Linked DNA regions of Anas platyrhynchos: region 1 is linked to region 2. Evidence: chromatin contacts called from public Hi-C data. All regions are on one chromosome and are shown on one strand. The core of a region is the stretch at or near the end of the contact, and the rest is flanking DNA. Distances in the headings are between cores, read along the strand shown. Region 1 overlaps RAP2B (RAP2B, member of RAS oncogene family). Region 2 has its middle 23 kb from the start of RAP2B.

What was found. A called contact is a pair of places that touch in the nucleus more often than the background predicts.
Region 1: a contact with region 2 is called in a Hi-C map of subcutaneous adipose tissue, with 2.2 times the contacts expected there. The contact joins two enhancer-like sites. A contact is called at or near these places in 3 of 8 Hi-C or Micro-C datasets (liver, skeletal muscle and subcutaneous adipose tissue).

What each region holds. Positions count from the first base shown.
Region 1 is chr9:1,011,923-1,018,786 of IASCAAS_PekinDuck_T2T, reverse strand. All of the region lies in intron 8 of RAP2B (RAP2B, member of RAS oncogene family), which reads right to left. Among named protein-coding and RNA genes, the nearest start is that of ARHGEF26, 41 kb to the left of the region's middle. Within about 2 kb of position 4,261, at least 2 of the 8 cell types and tissues checked have an H3K27ac peak or open chromatin away from gene starts, as enhancers often do. A contact at or near this core is called in subcutaneous adipose tissue, where this site is marked.
Region 2 is chr9:897,942-904,515 of IASCAAS_PekinDuck_T2T, reverse strand. No RefSeq gene overlaps it. Among named protein-coding and RNA genes, the nearest start is that of RAP2B, 23 kb to the left of the region's middle. Within about 2 kb of position 3,880, at least 4 of the 8 cell types and tissues checked have an H3K27ac peak or open chromatin away from gene starts, as enhancers often do. A contact at or near this core is called in subcutaneous adipose tissue, where this site is marked.

The DNA.
Region 1 (6,864 bases), core at 3,012-5,511, 110 kb before region 2:
TGATCTTCTTCTTGCATCTTAAAGCTTATTTGATCAAGCAATAATTTGATCTACAAATATAAATCTAATTTCTCCTACAGCCTTGCATAAAAGTCATGTGCACTGTCATACACTACATCAAACAGCCTCTGTGTCTGAATTAATCACAAAGGCCAGAGGTTTGCAGTGTTGCAACCGTTGCATCTTGACAATACAGTTCCGTTTGCACCTCTGTCTCCACCAGTCCAAGTCACTGGGATGACTGGGGCAGCAAATCAGAGCAATCTTAAAAGGAAGCAGTACAGAAAACAGCTGTAACCAACATTGTTTGGTGATACTTACACACAAATGTTTACACTGTAACCTCTCTGCTGCTTTTCAATTGCCATGCAGTTAAACATTTTGTCACGGCATTGTCAAGTAGGGGATAGGGCTGGGAGAGGTAAATCCTGCACTACTGTTCTCAGTCTCATTTTGTGCAATTTGTACTCTAAAGGTGCGAAAGCAGATCTACCCCATTTCAAAGCCCATGCTCTGGTCCCTGCTCACTGACACGTCTCTCCACGAAATGGCATGCTCCTTGCTTTGTCCCCATTGGGATGCGATGACAAAGCCGTCAGAGAAAGAGGTAATGAAACTTGCTGAAGCTACGCCGCACACAACGAGTACAGGCTGCAGAGAAGAGCCAGCAGCTAATGAGGAAGTTCATTAGAAGGAGGAACTGGATCTGATTAATTTCTTTGTAACACTGATTGACTTGGACAGCACATTTCACTAACATTTATGTTGCAGTGAAACCTAATTATGATTTCACTGAGTGACAGGATAAATTGACACAAAACATACAAACATACAACCAAGCTTTGAAAGGGCAAATTAGGTGGTTCTTTCTAATTGCTTGGGAACTATTTTTCAGGATTACTTGGGCAGTTCAGTACACATACAACCAGATGAAAACCTGGAACAGCATCCCCAAGCCCTAGTCAAAGTGCATTCCTGCACTCCACGAGTTGCTGCTGCTGTTGCCTGCCTGCACAAATGAGCCAGATGTGGAGCTGGTTCCTGCCCGATGGGCTCCCCTTATGCCCCTGCCACAGGCAACAGCATCACCTGCCAGGCCTCCTCGGATCCCCAGGGACACATTCAAACGTATTTGATGCTACCAAATCCCTCCCTCTGCTAACCCTTCTGTTCCTTTGGTTGTGACGCTGATCAAGAGATTAAAGACGCCACCCTGCCCGTCAGCTCAGCGAGCAGCAGATGCCTGACTCTCAGAGCTGAAGGTGTTTTCTACAGACTGGCTGAAAAGGGAAGGTGAGCGAGGAGAAGAGGTTCCCTGCAGATATGTGTCATCTTAATGTTTTGGTTTTAGTTTTGACAAAAGCATTTGTGAATATATCAGAGGGAGGAAGAGAAACAAATGCACACAGGATTTAGTAACCTCTGAGGGCACGGAGCAGCACACCTCTCACGTTACCTCAGAGGAAAGGACAGCTGCTGAGAACAGCTTTTTACTTCCACTACTGTCCCCCCCACGTGACACTCGGTCAGTACCATCATCAGAGCGATATCTGTGATGCTGAAGTGTACAAGCTTTTCCTCACGGGCTGAGCCACACAGAACGCAGCAGTGATCTTTGCTGGTGTAAAGATGTTCCTTTATAGACAAAATTCTGTCTTCATGGAAACAACATGCAGGACTATGATATAAGACAACATCTAATTACAACACATCTATTACTACAGAATAATTGACCATGTTTATGCCCCCAGTGGCTGCCTCGCTCAGCACCTACACACCCTGTGCCCCCACAGCTCTGCGCCCCCCTGCCAGGCTCTGCTGAGCTTGGTGCTTGGATGGGTGTTTAAGTGCTGCTGCTGAAAATGGTCAGCATTGCCTCACTTAGTTTTGCATTTAAAAAGTAAAACATCACAAGACACATGTGAATTTATCATCCAGCATTAGATCAGCATTGACTTGTGTTTGAAAAATTGTCTGTATTTCAAGTTCAGAACAAGATTTGAGTTCATGGGGGTTTTGTGCAGATATGTGCACTGGCCAGGAATAGCTGGGGCTTGTAAGACAACTCTTGACAAATCCTGAAAAACCCTTTTCACACTGAATGTGGTCCAAATTCCTCTTTGAATCTCATTATGACTTATCCTACCAGCACACTGCTACACTGCTCAAGAATACTAGAAGTGTCTAAGCCTTCTTTTTTTTTTTTTTTTCCCTCACCTGGAAAAATGACTTTATCAGATGAATTTATATAGAAGAGATCTTTCTAGATCAAACTGAAATTTTATACAAACATAAGATCCTAACTTCCAAATACACATCTGTTTTTATCCTTGAAGCTGACCTATCATTATCATGGACTGCTGGTGTTTAATATGCAAGCTTCCCAATTTGTCTTTGAAAAGTTATCAGAGGAATATCATGCCACAGAATATATAATGACTTATTTAGTCCCTCAAGTCCTCCATGTATGTGAACCAAAGAAAAATGGAACAGAAGATTCCATACAGCACTAAATCAAATGCAAATTGACTTTATAGCATGCTTACAGCTAGATTAAAAAAGAAGGTGGTGGAATTTAACTGTATTCAAATTCCCTATCATTTCCTAAGATGTTTGTAAGCCTGTGTTTAAACATTGCCAAGCTCTGCTGCCTCATAAGAGCTCCCATTGCTTTATGCAGCACCCGTTTAAGAATAGCATCAGATTTGCAAGCAACAGAAGTTGAGTTTCCATGCTTTAATGTCATTGAAAGGAAGCATTTCAGAGAGCTACTGCTCTGAAACCAAAACAAAAGATTATTGCATTGGAGTCGCTTACTCCAGGCTGTTTACCATTGTGTTCCTGCTACCTGTTAACAAAGCCCGCTCTGCTCAGAAAAGCTCATGTGTTAATTTGTGTGTAATGACATCAGGAAATAAAGAGGAGATTATCTCTTTGTCTTAGAGCTGATCTGCAGGAACGCAAGTACTGGGGGAGAGTTCAGCCTTCTGCTTTTCAGTGCTTCCTTGGCAGACAGCACATGCAGACTATTTGACAGGTATATACAGGTGACTATCAAAGAACAGACCCAATTGTGATTTATACTTCCTGTTAAAAGAGTCTGAGGAAAATAAAATAAAATAAAAATAGCAAGATTTTTTTTTTCTCCACTTTTCTTTACAAATACCAGGAATTTAGTCCAGATCTCTCGTCTTTCTTGGAAACTGTGTTTCATGTATACGTCATAGCTATTTACTGCAGAATGTCACAGCTGAAACATGGTAAAAACACCGACATTTTAACAGAGATGCGCTCTCTCTGACTCACTCTTACGGACTGGAATTACCTCAGTGGTAAAAAAGCTTTCATTTAGAATCAAGGAACTTGAATAATTTTCTTATTACTTCTAAAAGTGGTGAAAGAGTCAAAGAGAACACAGTGGATGGTAGATTACAGTGAGGTGCTATTTACAATAACAAAATTCTGAGGTACCTGAAGCCTCTTTGAGCAGAAAGAGAAAAAAGAAAAAAAGAATAAGGGTGTAGATGCCTCCTTTGCAAAGGGACTGCCATTTTTAAAGGCTTCAGCTAAGGCCCAAAGCATGGATGTTAAGAGGGTTTGACCTAACACATAATAAATAGTTGTTTTTGAAAGTACAGGCCAATATTTTAAGTGGTGTGACTCTAGAATGAATATGTGATTCTTATTAATGTTTCTATAATAATAAATCAAATTTAGGAGTTAGACCATGGCTGGAAAGGAGGATTTTTTGCACCAAGGCTGAGGTGAGCAGCTCAGCTCCTTCCTGCTCCCCCAGCTGACCATCTCTGTCTGGAAGTGTGCTCTTCTAGAACCTGGAAAAGCACATTGTGCAGGTTCACCAGATGATTGCTGGCTTCTGAACAGTGACCGTTTTCCCTAATCCAGATTCTCCTCCACCAAAGACTTTTTTTCCCCAGCAGATGTTGAACAGATGCGTTTTATTATAAACAGATGGGGAAGATTTTTCAATTACCAATTATTCAAAGTGACAAAAAAAGCCTGTTGCACAATTTGCAGACGATACTGAAATAACATTTATGCACATTCAAAAAGAATATTAAAATGATATTATTAATCTGGATTATATGGTCCTTATCTCTCTGTTTTCTCAAGGTTTGGGGCTGTACCCTACTTGCTGCAGGCGCAGCACTGCAGGGACAGCCGCACCCTGCCCTGCAGCCCCGCGGCTGCCCTACTGCAGCATCAGCCCTGAAGGAAATTCCTGGTGACTTTCACAACATCCTGGCAGCACGGGGAAGTCAGAGAGCTCCAGCTGAGAAGCAGCATTACTACGCACCAGAGCAGTGCACTCTGACTAAAGCAGCTGCTAAGCACGAGCTGCCCTTCTCACACCCCAACACCCAACGCTAGCGTTCCGAGGGGAACGAGACCCTGGCTTAACATGAAGACATACATCCCTATTTCCCTTCTGTGGCAAACAGTTTAAGGGAACAGGCAGCACATCATATTTGTCAAATAGCCCTCCGGTAGGTTTGAGATGCAGATGCAGGGGAGCACCCACCGCTCTCATCTATGAAGCCATTTTTTTTGCAGGAGTGTCTTTGAAACAGTGCGGCCAATACAAGCACCCATTTCCAGCACTGCTGCCGTAGTAAGGAACATGACTTACATCAGAAAAGTTTAATTTATTCTAAAAAGCACTGTCCTGAGTCTGAAGAAGAGAAGGACACATAGGAGAAAAGGCCACAAAACTATTAGAAAAGAGGGAACTCCTAATCTCTTGGCCAGCACACCTCAGCTACTCTAGGGAATGGTAAGGGAAACCAGAATTACCAAGTGAGAAAACTTCAAGCATTTCCTTTTTTTAACATTGTCTCTTTCGAACGTCTTATGGTCATGTGAGTATAATCTTAAATGAAGCCTTTGTTTGCTCATTAGCCTTGGTGATGGCATGGAGATGGAAAACCAATTGCAAGAAAAGCCTGCTGAGGTCCTGAGTCTCACTGCAGGTGCTGCTACTGCTTCCCTGCAGCAATTCGACAGCAACACACATGAGATGGGAGCAGAAAAAGATAGAGAAAACACAACAACACCCTGTGACAGCACCACACTTTCATGTACATCAGCAGGAGAATGAAAGGCAGGTGGGCAGAGGGGAGCTGCTGGCAGAGCACTTACCCGCCTGACGAGCTGCAGGCAGCTGAGAACATCCTCCAGGTTGTGAAGCTGTTCAAGAGGGAAGTTTCCATTCAGCACTCTTTTTAAACAGATGTGCTATGCCATGATTTTTTTTTTTGTTGTTCTGTGATGGTACTTACATGTTAACTACAGAGTTCCCATATAGCTCAGTGATTTTCTAAAGATTCTCTTACAGTACTGACATTTTCAATTTCCTCCAAAGAAAATCTTCCATCTTATACAATGACTCCCCCAACCCCGATAACAACTGGAGAGGGATAACAAACTGAAGCTTGTTCAGAAGCTAAATCAATATCAATATCAAATAATTTACCATTATTGTCTCTGTGACTGTCTGGGGTACTTTGAAGAAGGTGATGCATTTTCCTGCAGTCTCATAACAAATGCTCCCGTTAGCATAAGTCAAATATTTTAGTACTGTTGAAGCCCTGTAAGGCTTTTACAGTGTGTGCTCCCTCTCCCAGTCACCACTGGGAGCAAATGTAGAAAAAGCAAAGGAAAATCACCGACAGGGAGTAATCTTTTGGCTTCCAATCACTCTCATCAATGCCTCCGGCAACTGTAATTGCCTGATTTTCAGCAGATTTCTTTTTCAAATATTAAAACAAGAACATATTTTCCTCTTAATTCCTGTTTGATTGCAGAGGGAATTTGTGTGAAAGGATATTCCTGGATATTCAAATGAGCTGTTAGAAACGATGTCTCATGAAGTGTTTAGAAAACATACAAACAACGTGCATTCTTTGGGATTCTTTGTCAGGGCAGATGCAACAATAGACCTTAGGAAACATGAGCAGATGTTATTCTGCACACTCTACATTTCTGAGTCTTTAGAAATTCATGAGGTCTTTTGTAGGTTTTATGAATCTTCTAATAACCCTGCAGCTGTTCAATTCAGAACTACAAAGATGTCCTCCGACGTTCGCTTGAATCTGCGAGCACAGAAGGCAGCACTGGAGCAGCCAGCACTTCTCACAGGTCTGCAAGATGTTGTCTGGAAGGGCCGGCCCGGCCCTGCTCTGAACGCAGCCACTTTCCTCACCCAACCTTCACAACTGCCACGCCACAGCTTTTGTAATCCTGTCGCATAGCTCCCATCCCTTTTAACCAGACATCTCAAAGACAGTTCAACTTTTTCTGAATATTCCCATTTTCCACATGGCCAGCACTATGATTATTTTCTGATTTTATGAAAAGAATCACTTAAGTTGTCAACAATAGCACAGAAACTCATTTACTGCATCACACTGGTGCATTCTCATAAATATATTCTGGTCAGGAAAGACACAAATCACATTGCAGATGGTTTCACTAGAAAATGTGTATTTGATCAACAACAATTGCACTGCGCTGCGCTTGGTTTGATTGCTGAGAGTCAAGCTGTTTTACGCTGACCCTCTTCTGACAGAGCTGCATTCCCTTCTGGATTGCGAACGGCCAGATGGAGTGCTCGCGTCTTTGCTCATTCTCCATTTTTGTTGTCTCACCTTGCATTTAGTTTAAATTCATTGTTGATTTTATTTAGTTCACGGTATCTACTGCTAATTTGGAAAAATGCTACTTGATCTTACTCATGTAGTAACTGATGTAGTAATTGGATGGTCCTCTGGAGAAAAAGATGTTTTAAATATTATGCTTGGCTACTCTCCAAAGGTAGGCAGCATATCACCAGCTTCTGTCCTT
Region 2 (6,574 bases), core at 2,631-5,130:
AAGTACAGATAAGGTCACAGATTGTATTTAATTTCATATTTCTTGCTTTATCCCCACAATCAGCACGTTAGCAATCTGCCCTTGAGAAGTGTTTGCTTTTGTGCTGTCTTGTCTTTGCATTTCTGGGATTGCTCAATCATGTGGAGCTAAATTTTATTTTACTGGAAAAAGAGTCTCATTAGCTTCAGTGAATGGTTTACAAATCCAGCCTAGACTTATTTTCATTTTCTTGCACTGGGGCAAATTCTGTGCCGATCAGCCCCTATTCAGTCACAAATACTCAGTGGGTTGCACAGCAAGTCCATGTACAACTTCATCCAGAGATTGTAGCCAAAATCAACTCGGTCTCTAGAAAGAGCATTTGCGAGCCTGTCCAGAAGACAATTTAAAATTCCTTGCATATTCTTAATAAAGTGACAAAGCTCCTTGAACTCTTAACTAATCCTGTGCACCCGTCAGACAGTCGTGAGAATTTATAGCGGTTTCCCCTGTTTTCTCAGCCTTTTTCCTCTGAACGCGAGCTGACACAGACCTGGGAATGGGGACAGTTTCCAAGGGGAGTTAAGAGCTGCTCTTGCTGTACGGCCAGCCAGGGGCACCCATCCCTCAGGAGCCTTTTGGCTCATTTCTTCCCATCTGTCCGTGTCACGGTGTACTGGAGACCTGCTCACACGGGGCAGTAATAGTATGTGAATATTACAAATCTTGTAAACATTTTATTCATATATATCCTCATTTTAGCAGTTTGTTTTTTGTAAACTAACCCCGTATGGGTGTGTGTTTGAAGGCTTGTTACAGAGCCTCTGTGTGAGCACTGCATGTAACCCACTGAGGGTCCCTCCGTGGCCGCCGCTGACAGCCTCAGAACAAAGTTAAGCAAATTGCCCCAAGCGGGGTTATCTGCAGAGGGAGCGGTGGCCAAATGCTGTCTGAGGTTTTACATCCGCAGACAAAAGGCTCCACCAGACCCGAGGGCTTGAAGCTGGAGGCCCGGCTGGGTCTGACACATGCAGATGTAATTCAGGCGGCTCACTTCCTCGCTGCAACAATGGGAGCACTGGGGCTCAGGAGCTTTCAAGCACCATTTGCTGCTCTTGTTTACAATCTTGTCTATTTTAAAATCAGTTCCCTCAGCCAAACAAGGTGACAAAAAGAATCAGATTAACAAACAGGATTAGTCTCCTGGTAGGTGTGTGAGCCAAACATAAAAGGGATGTGGGACGCCTGGAGAGCACCCAGAGAGGTGAGCCGATACCTGTTCCCCTTAACAAGCGGCGCGTTTGTAGGCACTTACACGAAACCTTCCAGCCACTGCGGCAAGATCAAGGCTGGGAGCAGTCAGAGCCGCAGGACACGTGCCGAGGGCTGCCTTTGGGGCAGCTGGTGTGTCCCGTCAGCACTGCTCTCCTGCAGCACGAGCAAATCCTCGTGTAAGGACATGGCACGGCTGCCAGCTCCGTCACGTCCACGTGAGCACGGCAGCAGCTTCCCGTGCATGCCTTGGTCTGCGCGATCCAAACCAGGGAGTTTAACAGGAATCGGTCATTTGGCCCAGGTCCAGCAATATCCCCTCAGTGAGGATGAAGTAAGAATGCAAAGACTTCATCAGCGGCTGGTGGAAGCTGCTGCAATTCCACTGCCTTCCACTGAGCTACCCCAAAGTACCAATACTGAGTCCTGCAGAGTTTTAACCACCGAGGATTATGGCCTGCTGCCGCCTTACTGATATGTCTCTTGCTGCTTTGTTTTTAACCTACTGACAGAAAAGCATTTGGTCTCAGCTGCAGAGCAGGACCAAAATGCCTCCCAAAGTGAGCAGCTGCTGGCTTGTAAAGCAGCTCTCCTTTCCCAGTGCCCACGCTGGGCAAGCCTCCTAACCCCTCGTGAACTGGAACCTCTCCTAACAGGTCTAGCTGCTGGCAGCCACCATGCACATGAATAAACAGCGGGCCTTCTACCTGGGGCATTAGCTGGAGGATTTACATGTGTACGGAAAGATTTCAGCCGGTATGAGAGCAGAGAGGCAGAGCACTGCGCTGCCCAGCATGCAGACCCGGGGGCCCAAATACTTTTATAACTGCGAGCACAAAGCCTGTGCTGATTGCACGGCCAGCATTCAAGTCCAGTGCCCAGCCTGGCTGCCCGTGGCTGTGCTCGGGGTGTGGGGAGCACCGTGACTGTGACCATGACCGTGACCGTGACCGTGACCATGACCAGCTGCAGTGACCCGGCAGGGACCCGTGTGTGCTGCTGGCCCTCAGGGGTCAGCTCAGCACTGCAGGGCCAGGCTGGAAGTGAAGGGAGAGAAATCCCTCCCCATCCCTGCTCCTCCTGGAGCAGCCGGGGCTTGCAGCACTGCCCTCCAGCTCTGAGGCTCCCTTCCTGCTTTTCAAACCAGACTGCTCCACTAATTGCTCTTAAACCTAGCTTCTGGAGTTGCTGTACCTTAAAGAGGGGTGAATCAGGTGTTTGGCTAGGGTTCCCGTGTACCCTGCAAGCAGACCTGGAAAATGGAAACTCCAAACCATACAGGTCCCCGCAGTTTTGGCTAGGTTTTGGGAGTTGTTTCTGCAGCAGTGTGGGGATGAGCACGTTGCAGCGCTGGATAGCACCAGGGCAGGAGGGATGCAAGCGTCGTGATACAAGTCAAACATGAACTGCGCAAGGAAACCTTGTCCACGCTGCTGCATGAAAAATGTCTCCAAGGCAACATGCGTAGCTCGAGAGGCTGTGCAATGTTCAGCAACACTGGTTGGATCGACGCTACCGGGATTTCAGTAGCTGGCAGGATGCTCTCTGCTCGGCCACCACCAGCCCGCATCCAGACTGCTGAATGTTTTCAGCACTGCAGTGCTATGAGTGCCCTTGGATTTGTTTTATACATTTGTCCCTTTATCACATTTTGGTTGGCTGTGGAATTGCTTTTACATTCACTTAGATTTAAAAATGAAGACAAGAAAACTGCACAAAAATAGCTGCTGCTTCTCCTTCAGATCTGGAAGGTGGTGGATTAAAACTTAAGGTCCGGTTTCAGAACATATTCAGCACTCTGCACTAGAGAGCTTACCCTGGCTAGTTTGTCAGACAAATAATTACAGTAATTTGATTACAGCTTATGAACACCTAAAGAGAACAAAAATTCGCTGCCTTTAGGTCTCTCTGGTCTGGCAGACAAAAGCGTGTTTAAGATCCAGTGCTTACACATTGAAGCTCTGTGATGCCAGAGTGGGGGCAAACGTGAAGAGCCAGGACAACCACGCACTGGAGCGCTTCCCTGAGAGCCAGCATGAGCCTCCTACCCCAGTGGCTTTTTTAAGACGAGATAATTTTTTCCTACACAAGATGCTGCAGCCAGGCAGGAATGTGGCTGGGGGAGTGCTGCAGTTTGTGTTATGAAGGAGGTCATGCTGGAAAATCACAGCGATCTCTTCTGGCTTCGCAGTCTTTGAATGCAGACTGCAAATCTACGGCAAGCAGAGCCAGTGAAATACAGAGCAGAGCACCTGAGATAGCACAGGGAAAGTAAACGAGGCAATTATTGAGAATTACAGAGCACCGTGTGGGTTGCTATTGTGGAGACGAAGCCTTCAACATCTCACATCCTGCATGGAGGCAGGTGGCTCAGATCCACACTGCTCCGTTTTGTCAGAGATGCGATAAATCATGTTCTTGACCAGGAAGGGTTTTACCCTTACCACAGAGAATGTGCACCCGTGAGGGGCAGCGAGTCCCCATGGCACAGGAGCAGGAGCAGGAGCAGGGCTGCTGGCAGCCCGGGGCAGGAGGCAGGAGGGCCGCACAGCCTCGCAGTGGGGCAGCAGGCAGGGCGATGCTGCAGCTCTCCTGCAGCTCCCGCTGCTGGTGACTGAATCCCGCATCTCCTGCACCACCTGCCCCGGGCACGGGGCGAGCCTCGGCAAGCTCTGAGCCCGAGCGGCTACAGCTGGGCCACAGGGCACCCTGCGAGGGATCCCGGTCCTGCCTGCTCCTGCCACACAGCTCAAGGGGGGAACGCTCCCAGAGCAGCACAGAGCACTTGGGAGGGCTGGGCACCTCCTGCTGGGGGGAGGGAAAGGGAGAGCCTTCAGGAGAGGATCGGACTGCACACTGCGAAAAAGGTGGTGGCTGTAGGGGTGGACAAACACTGGAAATGGCTCCTTTTTTCTTTTCTTTTTTTTTTCTTTTTTTCTTTTCTTTTCTTTTCTTTTCTTTTCTTTTCTTTTCTTTTCTTTTCTTTTCTTTTCTTTTCTTTTCTTTTCTTTTTCTCTTCTCGTCTCTTCTCGTCTCGTCTCGTCTCTTCTCTTCTCTTCTCTTCTCTTCTCTTCTCTTCTCTTCTCTTCTCTTCTCTTCTCTTCTCTTCTCTTCTCTTCTCTTCTCTTCTTCTCTTCTCTTCTCTTTTCTCTCTTCTTTTTTTTCTCTTCTTCTGCTTTCTCATCTCTGCTCTGCTTTTCTCTCTTCTTTCTCCCCTCTCTTCACTTTTTCTCCTCTCCTTTTCCTCTCTTTATTTGCTTCTCCTTTTTCTTCTCCCCTTTTTCTCCCCTTTCCCGTTCCCCTCTTCCCGCACCCCGCTCCCCGCCGATCCGATCCGGGCCGTGCCGCGCCGCGGGCGCCCCCTGCGGGCAGCGGGGCCGAGCCCAGCCGGGGGGGGGCAGCGCCTCCTGCCCCCATCCTGTCCCCCTCCTCCCCCCCTCCTGCCCCCCTCCTGCCCCCCTCCTGTCCCCATCATGCCCCCCTCCTGTCCCCATCCTGCCCCCAGTTGTGCCCAGGGGTGGCCTCGGGTCTGGCGCAGGGACCAGGTGACAGCGCAGCCCCTGCCCGCAGCTGTGTTAGCCTGGTGTCACCCGGGGGGGGCTCAGGGTGAGGGCTCCAGAAATCAAATGGCTTTGATGTAAAGGGAAGCCAACCACCAAGCACAACCCGGGCGCTTTCAGCGTGATTTCTGGTGACTTGCAGTGATATAACACCAGCCCATTTCTGCTCACGTGTTTTCAAGGGGGACTTTAGCTCTGCCTTCACCTATTTCCTAAATGCTTTCAAAAAGGTGGTTTTTTTTTTAAAGTATCTTAATCAATCCCGCATGCAGCTGATGCATCCATGTGCACTCACGAGGTGCAACTCTAACGCGTTGCTCTTCAGACTTCTGCTGGAGGCAAGGAGCAGCACCGCAGGGTTTCCTCCTCGCCACCTTTCTGTTAGGCTCACTCGCGGGCGCTGTCCCGTTTCTTGCTGGGGTGTGAGCAGTGACCCCGCGATGTTTGGTGCTTTCCATCTCACCTCCTTCCACCCTACTGCACCACGTCGATGGCCTCGAGAAGGCCCGGCCACACGCTGCTTTGCTGCGGCTCTTTGCCAAATGTTGCTTGCCGTGTGCTGTGAGCACTTAGGTGTGTAGTCAGTGCAGAGACAATTCCACCAAATAAAACAGATATAACTGAACCCAGCTGTAGCCAACAGCACTGGGGCACCACGGGGGCATGGCCATGGGGCAGGTGATATTGGGTGTGCGCCCTGTCCCCACAACCAGCGCAGTGCCTGCGCTCACACATCCCGGCTGGCACCGAGCCTTCACAGCACCGTGAGCAGATCTCTGCCCAGGGCCGACCCGAAGGGCCCAGCCTCGTGGCAGCATGTCCCCAGGTGCGATCGCATCCCTCTGCATCCTCCTCTGGCTCCTGCCTTGCTCCCGCATCCCGGCCGGTGCCGCCGGAGCAGGCAGCGCGCGTGCGCCGAGCAGTAACCATGGCGATGCCTGCGGCTGCGGGTCCTGGCTCGGAGGGTTTGCAGAGGAAGAGAAAGGCTGTTCTTCAGAAAAGCACATTAGCATTTTCCACCATCCCCTTCTTGTTTTTCATGCACGGGCAGTGCTGGTGCTGGGCAGGCAGGGGCCTGGAGGCACCTTGGGTGGAGAAGGAGCCGGGCCGTGCTCACGGCACGTGCTTTGGCTTCGTGATGGGGAGCGTGATGGAAATGGCTTTCACAGCAATTACCTCTGTCAGCCCGGGGAAGAGTTTTATTACAGGCTTTTAGCATCCCTGCCTGCACTGCCTCCATCTGAAGGCTCTTTAATTGGGCAGCCTTTCTCGGGGACGGTACCCAGCTGTCCAGTACCATGATATCTAAACATCTGATGGCTAACTACAGCTTACAGAATAAGTTTGTTCTCCTTCCAGAATAAACAAGTATATGTTTTGCCTATGTAAAATCTGTGTCAGTATGAGACCAGCTCCGTACAGCAGCGGAGGACAGGGTTGGTCCCATGCTAAGGCTGGCCAGCAGCTGGGAGCTGCGAGCCCAGAGCTGGCTCCAGCACTGCCACTGCTGGTCCCCCGTCAATCCCCTGGCGAAGCAAGGGTTGGTGCTTATTTAAACTGCCCAACGTTTTACCTAACCTATTCCTGATGTTTTAGTGAAAAGTGAGGCCATAAATCCACATTGAAAGGAGCGATCCCAAAGCTTTGCAAGACAGGAGGCCCATTATAAAGCTGCAAAGCCAATTCCTGCCAAGTAGCGCGTGTGTGATGGGAAGAGCCACCGAGACGCTTGCAGTGCCGAAGAAGTTGGGATCCAACTAATG